2 separate regions of the Pan troglodytes genome follow, and region 1 is linked to region 2. A link is a contact called in public Hi-C data. All regions are on one chromosome and are shown on one strand. Each heading gives the region's core, a stretch centred on a gene start, on an enhancer-like site or on the middle of the called end of the contact. The rest is flanking DNA. Distances are from core to core; before and after follow the strand shown.

Region 1 (3,954 bases), core at 1,172-3,671, 220 kb after region 2:
TCCATCCTGGTGGCATTTTGCTAATGCCCCATTGTCAGCGTTGGCACTCCCACCCAGGCTTCCAGGCTCATCTGCTCTCCCATATTTGGGGTGAAAGGAAAGTAGGTGGGGCAGGCCCGGGAGACAGTCACGAAATGGGGGTCGCAGGAGGTGGCACACACCTCCGTCAACAGTCAGCTCCTTCTGCCCAGGCTGGAAATGGTTTTAACAGGCGGTAAAATTTCATCTTGCGGTGTCAAATTGGGGTCATTTTGGGGTTAGAGTTCTCAGTGTCCGAGAGGAGCTGTCCAGCTGCGTGGGGACTCATTAACTGCAAAAGATCTGTTTCAGTAAAAACAATTCAAAGACAATCAGAAGGCTAAAGACCCTCTACAAATCGCATTTTACAAGTGCCCCAGAACAAATATGGATGGTGAAACCTATTTCTTCAGAATCCCAAATCAGCTACTTAGCTCTGGAGTGGGGGTGGGGGTACTGCATAAAAAAGAGGTGAAAAGGAGAGGACCACGCGGGTGGGGACCAGTGGAAGGGGGAATCGGGCCTCTCAAATTTAAGAGTCTGTTTTTAATCACCTCTTTCTTATTGAAGCAGCCCCAAGAGTTCTGAAAACTGCTACTTTTCTATTTTTCCTTTTCTTTTTTTTGAGCCAACATGGAATGCTATTATAGGTAACATTTAAGATTTAAAAGGAATAATTGAATTCCACTATAGTCCCTTAATTTGAAGGGCATTGGCTTTATGGGGAGTGTTTAATTTGAACCAAGCATTTATGAACCCAGATTCTAGGTGAATTTGCCCACACTCCTTAAGGAGCTTGTGTAGCTGTTTCTTTTTCTTTTTCTTGAAAGTTATAGCTTCTTAGCACAGATAACTTCAAATTCCTCAGAACTGCGAAGTCCAAAGTGTTAATCTGTGTATTAAAATCGCCAGGTTTAAATCCTTTTTGTCTTCTTACAACAGTTAGAACAATTGACGCCTTGCTAGAGAAGCAAATAAGTCCAACCTTAATCTTGTCTGTAACTTTATTTAATGTTTTGATTTGGAATATTTTGGATTAAGCAGATCTTTAAAAACTCTGTAAGGTTAATTTTTATTCCGGGAGGGAAGTTCTCTTTACTGGTTTTGAAAAAAGACATGAATTATTACTTTGATTTTCAAAAATTCCTTCAGGTAAAAGGAAAATTCAGGTTTAAAATGAGAAGCTAGATATGTGAAATGCCAGAGATTTTAGGATAAAACCAAGTCAATACTTAAAAGTAAAGTATCATTTGAAAGAAATTTTATTTCTTGCATTACTGAACTGAGCAAGTAAAAGTGATCAAAAATATGTTATTCTCTCTCCATCTCTCTCTCTCTCTCTCTGGACTCCACTTCTGTCACTAGGTCTTCTCTTTCCATCCCCAGCACTTTTCTTTGGGTTCTGAATGACACAGTGATTTTTTTTTTTTTTTTTTGTAGTCTAGTTATTTTCTCCAAGCTTCTCAGAGTATTTCTAAATTGTTATTCAAGGAGTTTGATTTCAGCCCTGCAGAAACTGCCCTGAGCCCAGCATCGCTGGGACAAAGGCAGAAGGGGCTATCTTCTGCTCAAGACCTGCTGGCTGACAGTTGGAATTTTTGATATATATTTTATTTGGCGTTTCCAATAACGTGTTTGTCTCTCCCTCTCCACCCCTTGCAGCCATCTATTACTTTTAAAACATCCCTTCTCCATAAACATCGGCTCATCCTTGTGAACTATTCTTGACCTTCCCAGCAGTGTAACCAGCAGCTCTGAAAGTTGGCCTAGAAATAATTCCACTGGCTTCCTTACCTGTTAACTTTACTCACTCTTCCTAGCTGGGATCAACAGAAGGAAGGGGACTTTTTTGTTTGCTTTTGTTGTTGTTGTTGTTGGTGGTGGTGGTGGTGGTGGTGGTTTTTGGTCCTTTGGTCCTTTTCCCATTTAAGCTTTCTATAATGATTTATTCTCCGCCTCCTCCCATTAATAACGTTTAAGCACCCCACACTTTATTTTTTAAATAAAATGGAGTAAAATTATTATACTTTTTTCCTTTATGCCCCCTTTTCTTTATTTCTCCCAATTTTAGCTGCTTCACCATCTCATAGAAAGGATTTCAATAAATAGCCCTCTAGCGCTATCTGGCGGGGCTCCAAACACGACGTGCGCTTGCTCTCACTGTTTCTTCCTCCTTCCCGCGCTCTCTTCTTTCCTCTCTTTCTTCCTCTCTCCTGCTTTTTCTCTCGTCTCTTCCGCTCGATTGTTTTTCTCTTTTTTTCTGTCCTCCTGCGGCCTCTCGTCTACCCCTACTTCAGCGCAGGCGGCTTGGAAAGCCCCGGCCAGAGGCTAGTAACTCTCGCAACTGGGGGATGCTCTGGCGACGGAGCTCTCTTTTCTGATCCCTCCTCCCCCTTACCCAGCGCGGATCACACACATCCTTTGCCTTTGATTAGCATCTTAAAGTTGCTTAGCGTGCCGCTTAAGTCCCAGCGTCTCAGCTGGCGGTGGTTTGGAGAGGCTTAAAACTGCATTCATGAAGTTTGGAGGAAAGAAATCAGACACTGGAATTCAGGGCTAGGAGCCCAGCTCAGTTTTAGGTCAGAAGGCCGAGTCTCAGTGCGACATTGAGGAAGGGTCGGGGCTTAACGGGGGAGGTGGGGGTGGCGGGGGGGAACAGCACGGCGCGGCGCCTAGCCTGCGAGATGGAGTCGGAGTGGGGGTGCGAGCGGTCCTCCACCGCCTCTGCCCGATCCGTACCTCACAATGGACTGCTCGAGTTTGTATCTAGGCCTGTCCAGGATTGTTTATTCCTTCAATTAATCAGCTTTATCTCTTTTCCCCCTCCCCCCACCTCCACCAAATCTGGAGAGGAGTGGGAAAGAACTGGAAAACTCACAGGGCAAAGAGAGAAAGCCAACAGTCATAGTGCGGGAGGAGGCACGCCTGGGATGCAATACCCAACAGTCTCCTCCCTGCTTTCCTGCAATTTGCAGGTCATTGTCTTTCTTATTTGTAGCTTTTTTTTTTTTTCTTCAGTAGCCGGTAAACAATCAAACGCCGTGTAGGGAGGTCAGAGGGGATGGGGCTGTGGGAGAGATTCTACTCAGGCTAGGTGCTTTAGATTTGGACCTGGCTGTGTCCCTACTTTATTAAAATTCTCATGTGGGCGCGCGCTCTCTTCTCTCTTCTCTCTCTCTCTCTCACACGCACACACGCACATACACACACAGCCCGAGAGAAATTTCCAATCTTTGAGCAAATCTCTTCCATCTAGTCCTTGAAACAGAGGAAAGGACATGGGACCTGAAGGAGAGTTATGATTGAATTTTCTAAAATTTAGTTTTGACATTGCAAAGTAAAAGTGAGGACCATATTCCCAATACAGACCCAGAGGGTGGTTATTTCAGGTGAGGGGACCTCAGCCTGTGACGTCTATGATCAACCAGACAAAGACCCCTTCCTAAATCTGAAGTCCCACCCCCACCCGTGGCAAACATGGAATACAAGGGAGGGGAAGGATGGCACAATAGTGGGTTCTGTTTTCCAAGAACTGCCCCCCACCTCCATTGCAGAAGGAAAAAAAAGCACGGTTCGGGTGTAATTAATTGGGGACTGTTATTAGGTCATCATTAGCCAAGGTACAAATAATAGCAGCACATTTTTACTTAAAATTGACCAGCCCCAGAGTGATAGATCGATTTGGAGTATAAAAAGATGTATCAAAACATCAATGTCGATTATTTGAAATATTGTAGTCGAATTTTTTTTTATTGCTTCATCGGTTAAGTGTCTGAAAATGCAGTGTTCAAACATATATTTATGTTGTCAATACTGTCAGAACTGTCAGTTTTACTATACCGGATTTGTACTATATTTCAAATATGCTCATTTACATAAAATGCCCACCCTAGGATTCTCCCCCTACACCCACCCCATCTCTGGAAAATCCGTGTC
Region 2 (3,631 bases), core at 3-2,502:
AGAGACACACCTTTCCCTTGCTGTCCTCCCTGCCCGTGTTCCTTCCCCCGCGCCTCATTTCTGAGCACTGTTTTAACAAAATCCCAAAATCCGGTACTTTGGAAAGCAAAACCAAAAACTCCCTCAGAAACAAAAGTCGTTCCGCGGTGTAGATTGACACTCGTTATGTGGGGGTCTGGTTGCGGTCAGAAGACTTATCCGAGTCAGGGCTGCATTGCCAACGCCTTTCCCAAGAGTGGAGGTTGGCGGTGCAGGCGGTGCGGCTGCCAGCCTGAGATTGTTCCGGCTCTCGTTACCTGTGCGCCCTCGCGTTACATGGTGCTCATAAATCCCGCGGCAGATTAACTGGGAAACCAAGAAAATGCCTCTATGCACCGAACCGTTGAAAAAGAACCAAAATTCTCTCAAATAGTAGCAGTCTCACACCTTGCATTGGACGTGAAACACTATAGTAAGATCAAATGTCAAAGACATCGGTTATTTTGGTGCACTTCAGCTACCTTTTCCGTTTCCAGCAAAATTGAGAAGTACGACCCCAAAAAAAGAATAGACACACCCATGGAAAAGACGTGTGTGTGTGTGTGTGTGTGTGTGTGTGTGTGTGTGTATGTAGCTATGGTGACAACTTTTAAACACTTTTTCTGCTTAAAAAAAAAGATTCGGACAGGGTCTGGTATTGCTTTGCGTTGCAGGAAAGGGTCATTCTGGACAAGGAACCGTCTGAATTCCGAAAGCTATCCCTCAAGACTTTTCTAAACAGTGCGAGTTTCCTGGGAGTTTAATTTTGTGAGGATGCAAAATATTGCTTTGTATTGGCCTCTTTCCCCATCAGATATCCATTTTTAAAACGTCTACAGCATCTATTAAAAACATTTCCTTGGACTCGGAATCTGCAGTTCTGCAGGAAAAACAAACTGTAGCGAAAACGCAGAGAATACAGAGATGTAGAAAAAGGAAAGGTGTCCTCTGCCAAGGCTTTTGATAGTTTATTCCCCAGAGGCCAAGCGAAGGTGGGGGGTTCCTTCGCATTTTATTATTATTATTATTATCAGTTATTCATTTAAATGTTCAGTCCTTGACAAGGTATTCCCCTGCCGCGGGATTTTGCTGGAGAATGGACGTGGGGGCTGTGGAAGGAGTCAGTGAAAGGTGGGGTGCGCAGAAAAACAAGATTCGCTTCGCAGGGGGCTGACCCGCAGCGTTCTGCTCTACTTGCCAGCAGGGGGCGCTCTGATGTTAGCTCTGGACTAGACAGCAGAGCCACTCTGTGCTTGCAAGACAGGCTTGGCAGTTTCACGCAGCTGCAAAAGGAAAGGGAGGGGGGATTGTAGCTCCTAAATCCTCAACAGCTATTCCACTTGGGTTATTTACCCTCGGTTCGAAATGCTTCTACGTCTCACTTTACCTACCCATCCGGCTTATAGTGCCTCCCGTTCCCCATCCACCTCTTTCTTTTCATCGGCATCTACGCACCACATGTATAATCTCTCTCTCTCTCGCCTTGAAATATACATTAATGCAACTTATTAAATGCGACGATGAATAGTCAACATTTTTTTCGCCTGTTGGTTCCGCTGATCCAAGCAGGATTTATTTGCAGATCTCACGTCCAGGAGCCATAATGCATGATTTTTTTTTTTCCTTAAATAAAATTGGTCAAATGTTGACAACCTTTGAGCCAATCTAACACTCAAGATTAGTGATGGGAAACTAATGAGAAAATATCAGATCGCCCAGCCTGAGGGCTGCCAATTAAATCTTCGCTGATTGAAAAATAAAAGCGGACTTGGGGTGTGAGCCCAGCTCAACTTCATCTATTAATTTAACATGTTGCCGGGTTTATGCCTTCTCTTCTCTAAACAGCTTCCCGTAATACAGCTTTCTCCTCTTCATCCCTCAACCTAAAAGCCAAGTGTTATTTCTCAGAATATTTCAAGAGGTCCAAATCTGGATGATCATTTCTTACATGGTAAATATTAGGCCTTTAAGCAATATGATTTAACTAATTAGAAAATTTACATCATTAAGTCTCAGGGAGAGAAAAAAAAAGAGAAACAAATCTGCCAGTCATTTTAAAGGAGACAGGCACTATTGAAGTGTGAAGAAATCGGCTCTAATTCAAAAAGGCAATCGGGCAGAAAAAGCCCTCAACATTACCCTGCTAGTTATTAATCAGAAAGGGCTCTCTCCTCCCCACACCGCCTCCCTTCTAAGCACTGAGTTTAAGTTCGTTTTTTTGCCAGTGGCCCATGTCATATTTATATTGAGGTTTTGTCTGCTAAAGGATTAAAATTTGAAAATGTTTCAATAAGAGGAAAACAGAATCCTCAAAGGGAAAAATATCCACAGAATCACCTCTCTTCCAGACAAGTAAACTTGTAATAAACAATTCTCACGCCCCTCTTATTTTTTTTAATTCTTTCGTCTTTCTTCCCATTAAGTTCCTATTTTGAAACCTGCTTGGTGAGAACTAGATAAAGTCTTTGTGTTCTGCTCCCCTCCCCCTCCTTTCTTGCATCTCCTCCCTCCTCCAAAGCGAGAAACTTAGACTGAAAGCAGAAAAGTACAAATACATTAACAAAGCCCCACTCACTTGATAAAAAGGCCATGGTCTAGGCTTACATGTCAGGAATCTAAGGGAAGGGGGCTCCGTTGGTGGGTCTACAGACAGAAGGTGATGAACTAGAAATTTCCCCCACCTATGTGTACTATTCAATATAGTGTGTGGTTAGAGAAAAAGGAAGGCAGGTGGGTGAGAATTATTTTAAACTGTATTGTGGTGTTGTGTGGCTTTTTCTTTCTTCTCCTCTTTTCTATTCAGCTTAAAACAGCAGCCTCATTATATCTAGGTGCCCCTTCCCATCATACTCTTACTTAAGCCCTTGGTACACCACACACATCGCCTTTTCCCAAGTCTTCTCATTCCCAGCAAATTAACAGAAGAAGGAACTGCAAAAGGAACTTTGTGAGTAGTTCCATTTGGAAACCCAGGCCCTTCCTGGCATCTCTGAGGATTTGTTCTTAAACGGATATTGGCCTCAAAAAAATGTAATAGCAAGCCTTAGATATTCAATTTCCCTTCATTATTATTTCTTCTTAAATTATAAAGAGGTCCCAAAGGCTCATTCTTCTGCCTTGTCCTATTCTTCTCTTATTATGTTCCCTCCTGGCCTCATTTTCTTCTCCTCCTCTCTGCCTTACTTTCTTAAAGTTTCACTACCTTGCTTCCCATCAAGTCTCTGGGCCTTAGAATTCTCAAGTCTTTGGGCTTCTGCTGACCTTGAACAGCTCCCAGCATTAATTCAATGCCATATTCCTGGTTACCAGATTTCAACTTTGCAGGAGAGAGCAGTAGCAGACCTGGGCTATTAACACACCACAGTTAATTCTCTGCGGGAACTTTTACTAGGTGGGACTTGTGGAAGGAGAAAACGTCTGTAAACAGTGCATGCTCCTGAGGGTGGGGAATGATTTCTGATACAGAAGCCAGAACACATAAAATATGGCCATATTGGTGAAAGAGCCAGTTCCGAGTTAGCATTTGGTTAAATAAGGAGAGGGAAGAGAACAGGGGGACCCTGGGAAGAGTTTAGAATGCTCCCCAAATGCAGCTCCTTTTCTGACCATTAAA

The links. A called contact is a pair of places that touch in the nucleus more often than the background predicts.
Region 1: a contact with region 2 is called in a Hi-C map of stem cell-derived neural progenitor cells, with 9 times the contacts expected there. The contact joins two enhancer-like sites. A contact is called at or near these places in 5 of 7 Hi-C or Micro-C datasets (induced pluripotent stem cells, a lymphoblastoid cell line, lymphocytes and 1 more), 1 of 1 datasets of contacts at active chromatin or transcription factors (stem cell-derived excitatory neurons) and 1 of 1 other capture datasets (stem cell-derived neural stem cells).

Annotation. Positions count from the first base shown.
Region 1 is chr16:29,049,825-29,053,778 of NHGRI_mPanTro3-v2.0_pri, forward strand. No RefSeq gene overlaps it. Among named protein-coding and RNA genes, the nearest start is that of MEIS2, 5.1 kb to the left of the region's middle. Within about 2 kb of position 2,422, at least 9 of the 24 cell types and tissues checked have an H3K27ac peak or open chromatin away from gene starts, as enhancers often do. A contact at or near this core is called in stem cell-derived neural progenitor cells, where this site is marked.
Region 2 is chr16:28,827,734-28,831,364 of NHGRI_mPanTro3-v2.0_pri, forward strand. All of the region lies in intron 1 of LOC736464 (a long non-coding RNA gene), which reads right to left. Among named protein-coding and RNA genes, the nearest start is that of MEIS2, 220 kb to the right of the region's middle. Within about 2 kb of position 1,253, at least 4 of the 24 cell types and tissues checked have an H3K27ac peak or open chromatin away from gene starts, as enhancers often do. A contact at or near this core is called in stem cell-derived neural progenitor cells, where this site is marked.